Linked DNA regions of Sus scrofa: region 1 is linked to region 2. Evidence: chromatin contacts called from public Hi-C data. All regions are on one chromosome and are shown on one strand. The core of a region is the stretch at or near the end of the contact, and the rest is flanking DNA. Distances in the headings are between cores, read along the strand shown. Region 1 overlaps LOC106510444 (a long non-coding RNA gene). Region 2 holds the start of SLC7A5 (a long non-coding RNA gene).

Region 1 (6,815 bases), core at 506-3,005, 240 kb after region 2:
ATGTTTTATGTGCCTGGGGTTTATTTCCCTTTAGAGCTTTGCGACACATCCTGCTCCTGCTCTCACTGCTTTCCATATATTAACTCATTTACCATTCACAACGGCTGCATGAACAAAGTACACCGTTATGAACCCATTGTGCAGAGGTGGAAGCTGAGGCACAGAGAGGTGAAGCTATTTGCCCAAGGTCACACAGCTGCAAAGGGGCAGGGGCAGGAATCAAACCAAAGCAGTCTGGCTCCAGAGTCCACACTGCATTGAAGAGCCCTCAATGTGGGCAGAAAGGGGACGGGGACAGTGCAGGGGAATGAGGGGAGAAGGGCAAGCTTCCTTCTCTCTGGAGCTCTGAAGACAGACTGAGAGGTGTCGGGGGTACGTGGGGCAGTGCTCTCTGTGCCACCGTCACCCTGTCCCCAGACGGTTCAGAAGTCATTGTGCCCGTCTGTGTGGACGTGGGCACTTGCCAGCACCTCGGAGAATCGCTGGGAACCCACCTACTGTGGACCTACCAGAGCTGCAGGGACACCAGGCAGGGGTCCTCTTCTGCCCCCAATTCCCCACCCCCATGTTCTAGAACAAGGGCTGCCCCAGGCTGCCCGAGGCGATGCCAGCCTGAGTCTCGCAGACCAGACGTCACCCGCCAAGGGCAGCCATGGCAGCAAGAGCGGGACCTCGGGCCTCGGCTGGGGGAGCAGTCCCTGGGGCTCCGGGACTTTGCTCAGGGGCAGGAAGGAGGCAGGGAAGCATGCGCTTCAGCCTGGTTGGGGGTTGAGGTTCAAGTGCACACGAGGGTCCTACCAGGGCGGAGTCCCTGCCCCCACACCAGAGAGCAGGATGCCCAGTGACAGAGACTCACTGCATCCCACCAGGCCAGTCCCCGGTGCTGGAGACGCCCTCACCCGCCCCTCACGTGTAAGCAGCTCCACGATGGCCACACACTCAGGTGGGCTGGGGGGCTGCTGGTGGGGCGGCCTGAACTCAACCCCGAACTCGACCTCGCCATGGCGGTGTGACCCCGGACTCCTTAAAGTCTGCGAATCTCTGCGCCCTCTTCATCAGCCAGCCCCCTCCCAGGGGTACATTCAAAGACATGGAATGAATGGGACGCCCCGCACGCCTGGCCCAGGGCACCATGGTGAGGGCTGTGTTCCAAGGTCAAACGTTGCCCCGTGTGCATCTCTCATCACCTCCTCTGGATAAATTCCAAAGGAAAGACCAGCCGGTCAAAGGGCAAGTGCATTTTGCAAACCCGCGGCTGTGCCACTTTCCACGCACAGGGACGCCTGGCTCTGAGGCTGCCTGGGCGGCACTGGGCGGGGCCCGGGACTCTGCATTTCTAAGGTGGGTGATGATGATGCTCTTAGTCCAGGACCCCTCCTCCACCCCCACCCCCAGCTCCCAGCGTGGGGGTCCCCGGGCGTGTGGGTTCTCTGCCAGCCCCCCTTGGAGGAAGCCAGGTCCTCCAGGGCCGGGCAGCCACAGCCCCAGGCGGAAGGCTGGAAGGCCGCCTCGCCTGTGTCTGGTCCTGCGAGGCTCCTCCCCTTCCCGCGGAGCCTGAATCTCTGCCATTAGCTCCCAGTCCAGCCGGGCTGTTTATGCCGCAATTCCAGCAAATTCAAGCCACACAGAGAGGCCGAGAGAGAGCAGCTCTGCACCGAGGCCAGGCAGCGGGGGGCCAGCCCTGTGCCTGGAGGGCCCTTCTGAGCCTTGGCCTGTGGGCTCCTTCCCTGCAGCGGTGACGGTGCTGTGAGCGGGCGAGCAGACAGCGGGCGGAGGGAGACCCCGTCTGGACGGGAGCGTCTATGCAGCCCCACTGGGTTCCCACTTCGCCCAGCCAGCTGTGAAGCCTGGGTGCTTCTTGGGCTCGGGGATCAAACACACAAACAAACTCTACTCTCGGTAAAAGCTGGGGGGGAGGGATAAAATACTTGGAGTGTTTTGCTTTCTGTGGGAACCGCATGGAATTGCCAGTTTGGGGCTGTTGTTGCCGTCCAAGAAGGCAAGTCCACGTAGTGCAATGTAACCTCAGGGCACAGATTCAAAGCAGTTTTTCATACCCACCCATTTTCAGGATGCATGACACTGACACACAGAACACGGTCACATGTCACCCCTGCTGGCCCCAACGCTGTGTTTCACGGAATTGGAGATGCCAGGTGTGGGTCTCTGGGCCCCTCTGTCCCCGACAGCTGAGGAGCCCACCGTCAGGGCTCTGGGCACCTTCGGAGGGTCAGTGCCGCCTCCTCTCTTTCCAGTGTTTTAGGGCCGCTTCCTGGAGCCACACACCTGCGAGGACTGATGGCCAACCCGGAGAAAGTCCTCATGGCAGTGGGGCCGCCCTGCTTCTCTCTCTCACAAGATCCCAAGGGTGCACCCCAGGGATGGAGCAGCTGTGGGGTGAGAGGGGAGCCAGGACTCTGGGGGCAGGAAAGCCAACCTCTGTCTGATCCCGGGAGACAAGGGTGTTTCCGGCATCAGGGGTCCATGTGCTGTGGCCAGGCTGGAGAAATGCGGGGGGACTGTACCCCCAACCCCAAGTGAGTGTCTCACAGCCCAAGCGAGGGTCTCATGTTCACCCCCTGAGGCTGGGAGAGCAGGGCGGCCTCCTAGCTGCTCCAAAATGGCCTGGGTGCTGCTGTGGTGGGGGCGGGGCTCTGCTCTCAAGGAGCTTCCAGCAGCACCCAGTCAGCCTGCCTGCACGCAGTGGGGCGGTGAGGTTTTACAGCTGCCAGCAGCTCAACACCCACGACGGAGTCAGACTACCACACGCCGACATGCCCACCCCCAATTCCTTATCGCAGTGACACACGTGGCAGGCCTGCGTGCACACGCCTGAGCATCCGCTGCGCGTCTCCCGCATGTCAGAGCTTGGGGGGCACCGAGGGCAACAGCCCTCTCCCCAGAGCATCCTCACAGCAGCTCCACTGTCCGAACACACTCAGGCTTTCCAGTTCAGACACGTTCACCTGCGCCCGACAGCCACGCACCACCACCCAGACTCAACCCGTGCTCCTCGTCCTCGGAGGTGCTCTGGGTGCTTAGAAGAGCAAAGGCAGCGTGGCCGCCCTGCCCAGGCTCTCCCTCCCGCCCGCCCGGAGGGGACATCTGGCCGGGAGACCAGCAGCGGCCGACGTCTGTGTCACCCAGAACCTCCGTGAAGAGGACCAGGCCGTTCAAACCCTCCAGCGCTGGGCCCTTTCCTCCCACCCATGGAGCGTTTCAGGTGTGTCTCTGTTGATGCCCGCAGCTCTTGTTTATTTTAGAGTAGGAAGCGGGTTACGCCACACTGCCAGTGAAGCCAACTTGGTGAACCACCCCGCAGCCTGGTGAGCACAGGGGCTGGTCCGGGTTTCGTTCACAGGCGATGCTTTTAGGGGAAGGGGCAGAGGCGGGAGCCGGGCATCGGTCCGCAGATTCCAAATCCACGTGGCCCTCTGTTTCCTCAGCAGAAATCACACGAGGCCCAGAGCCCCGTGACACCACGCACCCTGCCGGGCAGGGCCACCCAGGCGCCGCCGCCCTTCGTGCTGGTTCAAAGGCGTGTCCGCAGATTCCCGGCCTCCTGGCCCCTCCTGGCCCCTCGAGAGGCGGACTTGACTCCCCCAGCCCTGCCTGTGGGCGGCACCCCCTCACTCCCCCTAACAAGGAGAACAGGCTGGGGTGGCGTGCCCCCACTTCTGAGACTGGGGTGCAGGAGGACTGGGGCTTCTGCCTTAGTCTGCGGGCACCTCTCTTTCTCTCTCTTGGCTCACTCACTCTGGGAGGCCAGCTGCCCTCTGCAGAGACGCACAGGGAAAGGAGGGCTCCTGCGAGCAGCCAGCGAAGACCCGGCGGCCGCAGAGTTAGCTTGGGAGAGGATCCTTCAGCCCCAGGGGACACGCTGGGTGACCACGACTGCAGCCACAGGACCTCGTGCGCGGGAACCACCCAGGCAGCAGCTCCCAGACTCCCGCCCTGCAGAGACCACAGGCTGACAGGCGTGTGCTCTTTTAAGGTCCTGAGTTCGGGGTGTTTGTGATGAAGCAGGAGACACCAGCCACACCATTAGGCACCCCTCCAGCCTTCACCCCCAGTCTCCACACATCTCTTCCCCATGGCATCCTGGCCTCAGGGAGGGCGTGTGGCCTGGAGCCCCCGACACAGCACCCAGGGCTGAGCACTGGCAGTGACTGCCTCCGCCCCCTTTCTCCCTCGCAGCCGCGACCCTGACCGCCCGACTGCAATGCTACAAAGGGCTCAGACCGGTAGACTCCAGCGCCTTCTGCACATGGAGTGTTCCGGAATTCCCCCGAGTCAGAGGCTTTGGAGTCAGACGGACCTGGGTGTCCAATCTCTCCCCGCACCACGTCTCCTCTCCCCGCACCGTCCTCACCTGTAACCTGGCGCATCTCCCGGACAGCCCAGCCGAGCGAACGCGGGCAGACAAGGGGGCCGGTGCTGAGCGGGGAACGCCTTGTGAACACCACAACCAGCCGCAGGAGCTGGGCAGCACTGCTGACGGGCCTGGGACCTGGGCTGGGGGCATAGCTTCCACGGGAGATCTTGGGGGTGGGCCCCCCCGTGCCCACCCCGCCCCCGGGCACTGTGCCCGGCCTCGCTGGCCTTCCCTTGTTCCACACGGAGCTCTGCTGTCTCTCGCAGGGGAGTTTTGAAACCCCCTTCTCCCCTTGAAAATTCACCTTTTTCTTTCTCTATTGAAGTAAAATTCATATAACCTAAAATTAACTATTTTATTTTATTTTATTTTATTTTATTCTAATGGCTGCAGGTGCAGTCTATGGAGATTCCCAGGCTAGGGGTCGTTTGGAGCTGTAGCTACTGGCCTACACCACAGCCACAGCAACATGGGATCCGAGCCGAGTCTGTGACCTACACCACAGCTCACGGTCACTCCGGGTCTTTAACCCATTGAGCGATGCCAGGGATCAGACCTGCATTCTCATGGATACCAGGCAGGTGGTAACCACTGCGCCACGACGGAAACTCATAAAATTAACCATTTTCAAGTGAACAATCCGGCGGCCTTTAGCCCGTTCACAGAGCAGGTGCAGCCGCCACCTCTCTCTCTAGCTCCACCGCGTGTCCAACACCCCGGAAAGGACCCCAGAGCTGCTACCAGTCCCTCCCCGCCCCCTCCCCGACCCCCGGTGACCGTGCGCCTGCGCTCTGTCTCTATGGGTTTGCTCACTCGGGACGTTTCACGTAAGAGCAGTGACACAGCCTGTGGTCCCTTGTGACTGGCTTTTCACCAAGCAACGGATTTTCCGGGTCTTTCCAAAATGGATCGGGTGTCAGCACGTCCCTCTTTTTCCCTTTTTAAATCGAGGGGTAATTGACCTGTCACGTTACATCAGTCTGGGTTTACACAGAAGGACTTGTCTTTGTAGGTATCGCGAATTGACCACCACCCCAAGTCCGGTTAACCCCCCTCCAGGCAGAGCGACAGAACCTGTGTTCACCGGGCGAGGACTTTCAAGACCTACCTCTTGGCGACCTTGCCCGTGCGGTGGTGTATTGTGTGTGTGTGTGTGTTGGCCACAGTCGCCACGCTGTGCATTCCTCCTACTAGACGTTCATTTAACGAGACGTTTGGACCTTGGCACCCCCTTTGCCCTCCCCTCGCCCCCCCGCCCCCACCTGTGGCAAAGAGCAGTCTCATCTCTGTATCTGCGAGCTCGGCTTTCCTTCTCGCTTTTTGAGATTTCACATGTGAGATCATACGGTATCAGTCTTTCTCGACATTTCTCTGAGCTCAGTGCCCTCCAGGACTATGTTGTCGTAAATGGCAAGATTTCTTTTTTTTTTTTTTTTTTTTTTTTTACGGCGGGGTGATAAAAAGCAGGTGCCACGTTTTCTTTATCCACTCCTCTGCCGATGACCTCACAGCTTGGCTCTTCAGAGTAATGTGCTTGTCAGCCCCTTTCCTGCTTGCCTATTTCTCTACCCCTTAAACCTTAATTATAGAAACGAGATCGCTGGTCAATTTAACCTCACTCTGGACTTACGCTTTCCTGAACGCAAGCCCTGCCTTGCCTACCCCATTGATTATTTTCCTGGATTAAAAGAAGTAAGAATGAGGACTGAGGAAGTTAAAGAATGCCAGGCTCTCCAGCCCCAAGAGCCCCCTTAGCAATCCTGCAGGGAGATCACGCGGGCAAGACAGAGAACGAGGAGGCGGCCAGGCTGCCCACCGAGGAGGAGGAGGAGGAAGCAGAGAGCAGGCTCCTGCCTCGGGGACCCCCTGAGATCCTCTCCCCCTTTGCCCGTGGACACTGTCCCGTCTGAGCAGAATTTTCGGAGCTGGTGGGGGACACCACTTCAGCTTCTCCCCAGGTTGCTGGCAGCCGCTCAGGGCGCCAAGCTTTCCTCTCTACCAACCCTTGCCTCTCGAGGACTGGCTTTTAAGTGGCGAGCAGCCAGACCTGAGCTGGAAAACTGAGACTGGGTTGCATGCGTCTTTTCAGGTTAGTGTTCTCAGGTTTGTCAGACAAGTGTCCAGAAGTGGAATTACTGGATTGTATGGTAGCTCTATTTTTTACTTTTTTTTAGAAATCTTTGTACCCTTTTCCATAGTGGCTGCACCAATTTCCTTTCCCCCCAACAGTGTATAAGGACTCCCTTTTCTCCACACTTTTTTTTTTTAGGGCTGCACCTGTGGCGTAAGGAAGTTCCCAGACTAGGGGTCCGTCAGAGCTGCAGCTGCTGGTCTACACCACAGCCGTCCCCCTGTGGTTTTGATCTGCATTCCCTTGATAGTTGGTGATGGCGAGCATCTTTTATTTTATTTTTTAAGTGTCATTGAAGGACAGTTGATT
Region 2 (6,866 bases), core at 3,870-6,369:
TGGATGTAAGCTCTATTTGTCTGCAGAAACAACAGGTGAAAAGAAGCACACCTGCTGGTGACCTGCGCTTGCGGTGTTTACAAAGGACGTGGAATCCACTTCTGCCCATGAGATTTTTAAGCCCATTCCACACTCTCCTCGGGCGGGGGGCCCAAAATGCCAGACTTTGTCCCTCTCCAGCAACAGTCAGACAAGCAGGAGGACGTCTTTATAGATGCTCCTGTTTCCCCAGAGAAGATCGGAGGAGAGAAAGCTGCCGTTGCGTTTGGAAAGGGAGGCAGGACTACCAGGCAGCGCTTGTGTTCACAGCTACATTTTTTTCAATTTGGGGGACCCGTAAAAACGGGACTTTTTAAGATGAACCATCTAAAAATAGTATAGCCTCACTGCAGATAGTTTAGAAACAACAGGGAAATATGGAGAAAAAATTCCTAGCTCACACCCCAACCCCGGCCCCAGCTGGAGATGGAGGCTGTTCCCATCTTGGCATAAAGGTCACCATTTTCCGCCCATTTGCCACTACCTCTACGAGCGACTGCTGCTTATCAAGTTGTTCTTTGGGGACAGACGCTTTACCTGGGTTAGTTCATTGGCAGTAGGTCCTATGATTCCCATTTTATAGAAAGTGAAACTGAGGCCCAGCAAGGGGTAGGGTTTGCCCACGCTCCTTCAGGAGGTGTGCAGTGGGGCCCAGGCGGGAACTTGGGGCGTCTGGCTGTCAAGCCCATGATTTCTGTTGCTGCCATGCCATACCCTCCCTTCCTTTCCCCCCAGTTTAATTGGTGTATAACCTTGTATTAGTTTCAGATGCATAGCACAATGATTTGATATTTGTTTATATTGCAAAATGATCACCCAGTACGTTTAGTTAATATCCATCACTCCCATAGCTACGATTTTTCTTCTCAGGATGTGAACCTGTAAGATCTACTCTCTTGGCAACTTGCGAAGACACAATCAAGGCTTTTGCTAACACTGGTCACCATGCTTTGCCTTAGACCCGGAGCTCATTCGTCTTACAGCTGAGAGCTTCTGCCTTTAAGCTTCACCCGTGTCCCCGCCCCTGCCCTGTTTTCAGCAGCCCACATTTTGCCATCAGGAATCTGAAAATCACTGAGGGTTTGGAGATGACAGGAGAGATTCAGAGAGCTGGCAGGAAAAGCTTCTAGAGCATGCCCTACGTTGGCCGCACGTCCAGCCTCTCTTCCTGCAACGGGCTTCTCGCTCCCAGGATGGGATCCAGAGCCTCTGAACCCCAAACAGGAGAAAGAGGCATACCCGAAGGGGGTCACAGTTGACAGCCCCTACAGAGAGGCAGCTCTGCCACTGAAGCCCTGCCTGTTTGCTCCAAGGCAGCTCTGCTTCTCCAGGGCTAACACTCCCTGTTCTGAGAGGCCCCGGAAACCCTCCCCCACGAAGAGGCAGGTGGCCTTGGGGCCAGATCGCATCCTGCACCTGAGAAACAGGAACTACCCGTTCCTCCAAAAACGGTGGTCCTCCCAGACCTCAAAATGTAGAGTGGGGTCCCTGCTCAGCGGGAACACCCGAGGGTCCAGCCATGGGGTTTCAGAAGGTGATTCTTCAGCCCTCCATCCACTGCGGGACATGGCGAGCTGGAAAAGATTCTTGTTTGCCCCGGTTTTTAATGGTTACAGTGTATTCCGCCAAGCGGATACAGCAAAGTTTACAAGGCAGCTGGTAGGACATTTGGGTTATTTCCAATATTACCTTCGGCGTTTTTTAAGACTACAGCAAACAACCATGTAGCCCAAACCGAGCACGTCCTTTACTGCCTTAGAGCAATTTCTAGAAATGGAACACTGGTCAGATGCACCACATGGCTTTAAGCCTTTCGCAGAAACTCCAAAGCTTCCCCTGTAGAAATTCCCAGCTTCTCCACCAACTCTGGTGGGAGCAGACAACACAGTGCTGGTCGTCTCTGGCTGTCCCTGGAAGGAGCTGAGTGAGCTGGTTGAGTCGCCCTTGGACTCAGAGCTCCTTTTTGTCATCTCACCAGTAGATGGCGCTCTTTGCTAAGTTTGTGCTTTTTTGTTTTTTTGGTTTTTTTAGAGTTGAGTTCTGGGTAAGGGTTTTCTTCCACTTGCACTAGGCAGGTCTGAGACAAACATATGTTTTATTATATATACGTCTCCCAAGGCAAGTTTGCCATTGGAAATCTAGGGTGGTCTCATGAAAACTAAGTAGAAACTGACAGTGATGGCGTAACTGCCGTGGGACGGTAGAAATGCCCCTGGGGTGTCCTCACCCTCCCGATATTCCGTCTGGCACGGCTTCCCAGGAGCCCCCACAGGAGGCACATCCCGTTCCGTCCTCCGCCGCCCTTGTTAGTGGTACTCCAGGGAAGCTGGATGGGACTGGCCCGCTTCCTTGCCCTGCTTCTCTGGCCTATCAGGGTTGTTAATTTCACGCTCTCATATGCAATTCTTGACTGCATCTCTGGCGTCTAGAGGAGGCACTTGCTGTCATGGGCCTGGAGCCAGTGCAGGGGCCTGCACAGGGGACGACCTGCAGGTGTCAGCGGCAGGAACACCAGGTGGAGGAGTTTGGGACCCTCCCCGAGAGCATGGCCAACTAACCGCCTTCCACGTGAAACTGAAGTGCATGCTGAGACGGTCAAGTCTTAGCTGTTGAACGGCCTAGAGGTAAAGAAACAGCAAGGGGTGGGTGCCGCAGGACGGGAAGTACACCAGCTGAGTTCAGGCCCTGAAGGATGGGGCTGCAGCCCACCTCCTGGTCAAACAAGGTCCCTTGCTCTGCCAAGCCTCCACATCCTCGTCGACAAAGAAAGTGGCACTTCCTCCATTAAATAAGAATGTGCACACCCGGGGCTCAGCACAGCGCCTGATAAAGGCTCAGGAAGTCCGCTCAGCCCTTGGTCTTCTGGCCTCCCGCCAAGCGGCATCCTCTGAAAAGATAGCGGGAGAACAAGAGCAGAGAGATGACTTTTGATTCCCCCCCGGAGCCACCAACTTAGACATCTTGCAAGTTAGTATTTGTGTGATGGACAGGTCATTGGACTGGACCGTCACAGATGAAGGGCTGGCATGTTGGGGGGGCCGGGTTTGACTGGTGGGATGTGGAAAGTCCAAATGACATGCCCTGGGAGCCCCCGGGGGCTCAGGGGGTTAAGGACCCAGCGTTGTCACCGCTGTGGCTCTGGTTACTGCTGTGGTGGGGGTTCGATCCCTGGCCTAGGAACTTCTTCATGCCACGGGCACAGCCAAAACAAACTAGCAACACTAATGGCTCACCCTGGCTAAACTCCCCTGAGATGGGACTCTAAATTCTTTCCCTGTGTGCATGTCAGCTTAATCCACAAGTATTTCTTTCTTTCTTCTTCTTCTTTTTTTTTTGGTCTTTTTAGGGCCACACCTGTGGAGGTTCCCAGGCTAGGGGTCCAATCAAAGCTGTAGTTGCCAGCCTACATCACAGCCACAGTAACTCGGGATCCAAGTCGTGTCTGCGACCTACACCACAGCTCATGGCAACGCCAGCTCCTTAACCCACTGAGCGAGGCCAGGGATCTAACCCGCATCCTTATGGATGCTAGTCTGGTTTGTTAACCACTGAACCACGACGGGAATGCCAATCAGCAAGTATTTCTCATCCTTTCCTGCTTCTAAGCCGGAAATGATTGGGTTTCCTGCACGTCCTCTTCTGATTCTGACCACTAGTACCTGGCCACACTTCCTATCCAGAAATCTGGAGTTCTTTAAGAATACGGCTCAAGGAGTTCCCGTCGTGGCGCAGCGGAAACGAATCCGACTAGGAACCATGGGGTTGCAGGTTTGATCTGTAGCCTCGCTCAGTGGGTTAAGGATCTGGCGTTGCCATGAGTTGTGGAGTAGGTCGCAGACGTGGCTCGGATCTGGCGTTGCTGTGCCTGTGGTATAGGATGGCAGCTATAGCTCCAATTAGACGCCTAGCCTGGGAACCTCCATATGCTGTGGGTGGGGCCCTAAAAAGACAGAAAAGACCAAAAAAAAAAAAAAAAAAAAAGAAAGAAAGAATAAGGCTAGAGCCCCTTCATCTTGCAGCCTACCTTTGGATATTCCAGCTAGATGTGGGGGAGGGGTTCTCACCGTGCTCCTCCAGGGAATCCCTGCTTTATCAATTTAGCTAAGCTTCTGCAGATTCCTGGTTTTCCAGCACCTCTGTCGCTGTTTCTCCAAGCCGCGCCCTGGATGCTGCTCTTTGGCAAGGAGGTTTCCCTTGGGATAAACATGGGAATTTCGGAGCCCAGGAATGAGCTCCCATGAGGCCTCCAGCGCTTCCCCCTTCTCTGAGTTCAGGACCCCAGGCCCAACCTGGAGCTTCCTCCAGGGGCTCCCGCTCAGTTCTGATCATTTTCATAGCGCCCAAGCCCCTAGGATGAGCAGATCCTATCACCTCAGGAACAGGAAGCCAGAGCCACACCGGGCCTGGGCACACTCCAGGGGGCAGGCAGGTCTTCTCTGAGCCCCAGAGCCTCCCCAAATCCCACCCATCCTGTGCTGTGGCCTCAGGTTGGCCCTGCCTTATCGCCCAGGCCCACACTGCAGCATCGAGGTCCCTGGGTGCTTGCTCTGGGCCACTGAGGGAGCCGGTGAGGAGGGCAAGGTGCCTGGCCCTCCACGTGCACGAAGCGCTGCGGGTACCCGTCCGCCAGGCTCGGTGGGACGCGGTCAGCACGCTCCACTTGCGAGGAGCCGGGCTGGGGTCCTCCGGTACACCGCGGGGCCAGGACCATCCGCGTCCGCCAGGTTCGGGGACGCGGCCGGGGCTCTCCACGTGTGGGGCACCGGCCTGGGTCTCCCGGGACCGCGCGGGACCGGGACGGCCCGCCACGCTTGGCTGCACGCGGTCGGCGCGCTCCACACGGGGAACCGGCCGAGGCCTCCGGGGAGCACTTGGGGCCCAGATCGCGAGCCAGCCGCGGCCGGACAGAGTCTGCACGCTCCACCTGCGGGACTGAACCACCGAGCCGGCCGACCGACCGCGGGCAGGGCGGCTGGAGGCGAGGGGCGGGGCGCGCCGCGCAGGCGGGGCTTGGGGCGGGGCCTGGCGGGCGGGGCGGGGCCGGCGGCGGCGTATAAAGGGCGGCGGCGCAGCACGGGCTGACGCAGCGGCTTGGCGGCAGCGCCGTGGGAACCGGCTGTCTCCAGTGGGCGGCGCGCTCCCGGTGTCCGGCCCCAGCCCCAGCCCCGGCCCCGCCCTCGCCCTGCCTGGCTCGCGCGGCAGCATGGCGGGCCCCGGCCTGAAGCGGCGCCCGCCGGCGGCTCCCGCGGCGGCCACAGAGGAGGAGCGCCAGGCGCGGGAGCGGATGCTGGCCGCGCGGCCGGCGGAGGGTGAGGGCGTGACCCTGCAGCGCAACATCACCCTGCTCAACGGCGTGGCTATCATCGTGGGCACCATCATCGGCTCGGGCATCTTCGTGACGCCCACCGGCGTGCTCAAGGAGGCGGGCTCGCCCGGGCTGGCGCTGGTGGTGTGGGCCGTTTGCGGCGTCTTCTCCATCGTGGGCGCGCTCTGCTACGCCGAGCTGGGCACCACCATCACCAAGTCTGGCGGCGACTACGCCTACATGCTCGAAGTGTACGGCTCGCTGCCCGCCTTTCTCAAGCTCTGGATCGAGCTGCTCATCATCCGGCCCTCCTCGCAGTACATCGTGGCGCTCGTCTTCGCCACCTACCTGCTCAAGCCGCTCTTCCCCACCTGCCCGGTGCCGGAGGAGGCCGCCAAGCTCGTGGCCTGCCTATGCGTGCGTGAGTACCGGCGGGGGGAACCTGGGGACGCGGGGAGGGGGAGCCGAGATCGCCGCGCGCCCGCGTCCCCGCTGTCCCCGCACTCCTGGACCATCCCCAGGCCGCCTCCGGCCATCCCCCCCATCCCCTGTTCCAGGCCGACCCCGCAGTTTTAGACCTAAGGGCCCTGGGCCCAGAACCCACGTGCGTTTCATTCATTCGTCTCCACCTCGCCTGGAATTCCGCAGAGAGAGCCAGTAGGTCCCCGCCTCGCGCCTCTGGCCGTAACTCGGCTTAGTCCGTCAGAGGCCTTGGAGCGGAGTAATACCCTGTCTGATTGCAAGGCACCCACGTGGAGCGTCTGAAAAGCGAATTTCCTGTCTGAGTTCCCAAATGCTTACTGTTTGTCTAGAGCGGTCGTAGTTTTTTTTAAAAAAGCATTCAAACCAGCTTATCAAGAAAGGCTGACTCATACAAAAACCAATAGTAATAAAATTCTGTGTGGGCAGTGAATGAGCTGCACGTTTAGGCAGCACCGTGGAGTCTCCTGAAGGTTGCCTAGTGACTGGTGGAGGAGGGGTGCTTGGCTGCAGCTTACATGTGGGTGGTGGGGGGCTAGGTTTGGGGTCCCAGGTTGGGCCGAAAGCAGCCATCAGGTGTAGCCCTAACGTTGGTGGGTAAGGTCCCAGAATGCTGGTGGGCTGTCTTCTCATGGGATTTCAGGGAAGAAAATCTTTTGTACTAAAAGACATGTGATTTCCTTATCTTTTCTTTGTTTGGGGGCCTCTGGCAGTTTTGCCCCTACCCCTCCGCCAACTTGCTTGCAAGGTGGAAGTGTCCTGCTTTCAGAGCTGCCACCCGCTTTGAGGCTCTGCCCCAAGCTTGGTGGTGCTGGCAGGGCTGGTGTGTGGTTTCCGGATCGAGACACGGGACAGTGTAATCAGTTGGAGCAGCTCCTGGTACTGTTGGGGCTCTGGAGCATAAGTTCAGCGTGTTGCTGGGGACAGGGCAGTTGGGGGGACGGGGGTGTCCCAGAGCTCTGAGGCACACTCCGGAAAGTGGTGACCCCAGGAGGCCTGAGACCCTGGTGGCAGCCACACCAGGGAGGGCACATTTTGCCTT

The links. A called contact is a pair of places that touch in the nucleus more often than the background predicts.
Region 1: a Hi-C map of embryonic fibroblasts shows a contact between it and region 2, with 6 times the contacts expected there. The contact joins the enhancer-like site here to the promoter of SLC7A5 in region 2. A contact is called at or near these places in 2 of 5 promoter capture datasets (fetal skeletal muscle and liver), 6 of 47 Hi-C or Micro-C datasets (embryonic fibroblasts, epiblast stem cells, fetal skeletal muscle and 3 more) and 1 of 2 datasets of contacts at active chromatin or transcription factors (alveolar macrophages).

Annotation. Positions count from the first base shown.
Region 1 is chr6:1,780,501-1,787,315 of Sscrofa11.1, forward strand. The region is part of intron 2 of LOC106510444 (a long non-coding RNA gene); the gene reads right to left. Among named protein-coding and RNA genes, the nearest start is that of JPH3, 17 kb to the left of the region's middle. Within about 2 kb of position 1,756, at least 43 of the 83 cell types and tissues checked have an H3K27ac peak or open chromatin away from gene starts, as enhancers often do. A contact at or near this core is called in alveolar macrophages, embryonic fibroblasts, liver and 2 more, where this site is marked.
Region 2 is chr6:1,540,821-1,547,686 of Sscrofa11.1, forward strand. It overlaps SLC7A5 (a long non-coding RNA gene), which reads left to right and starts at 5,120. Exons shown (of 10, transcript XR_002344446.1): 1 at 5,120-5,765.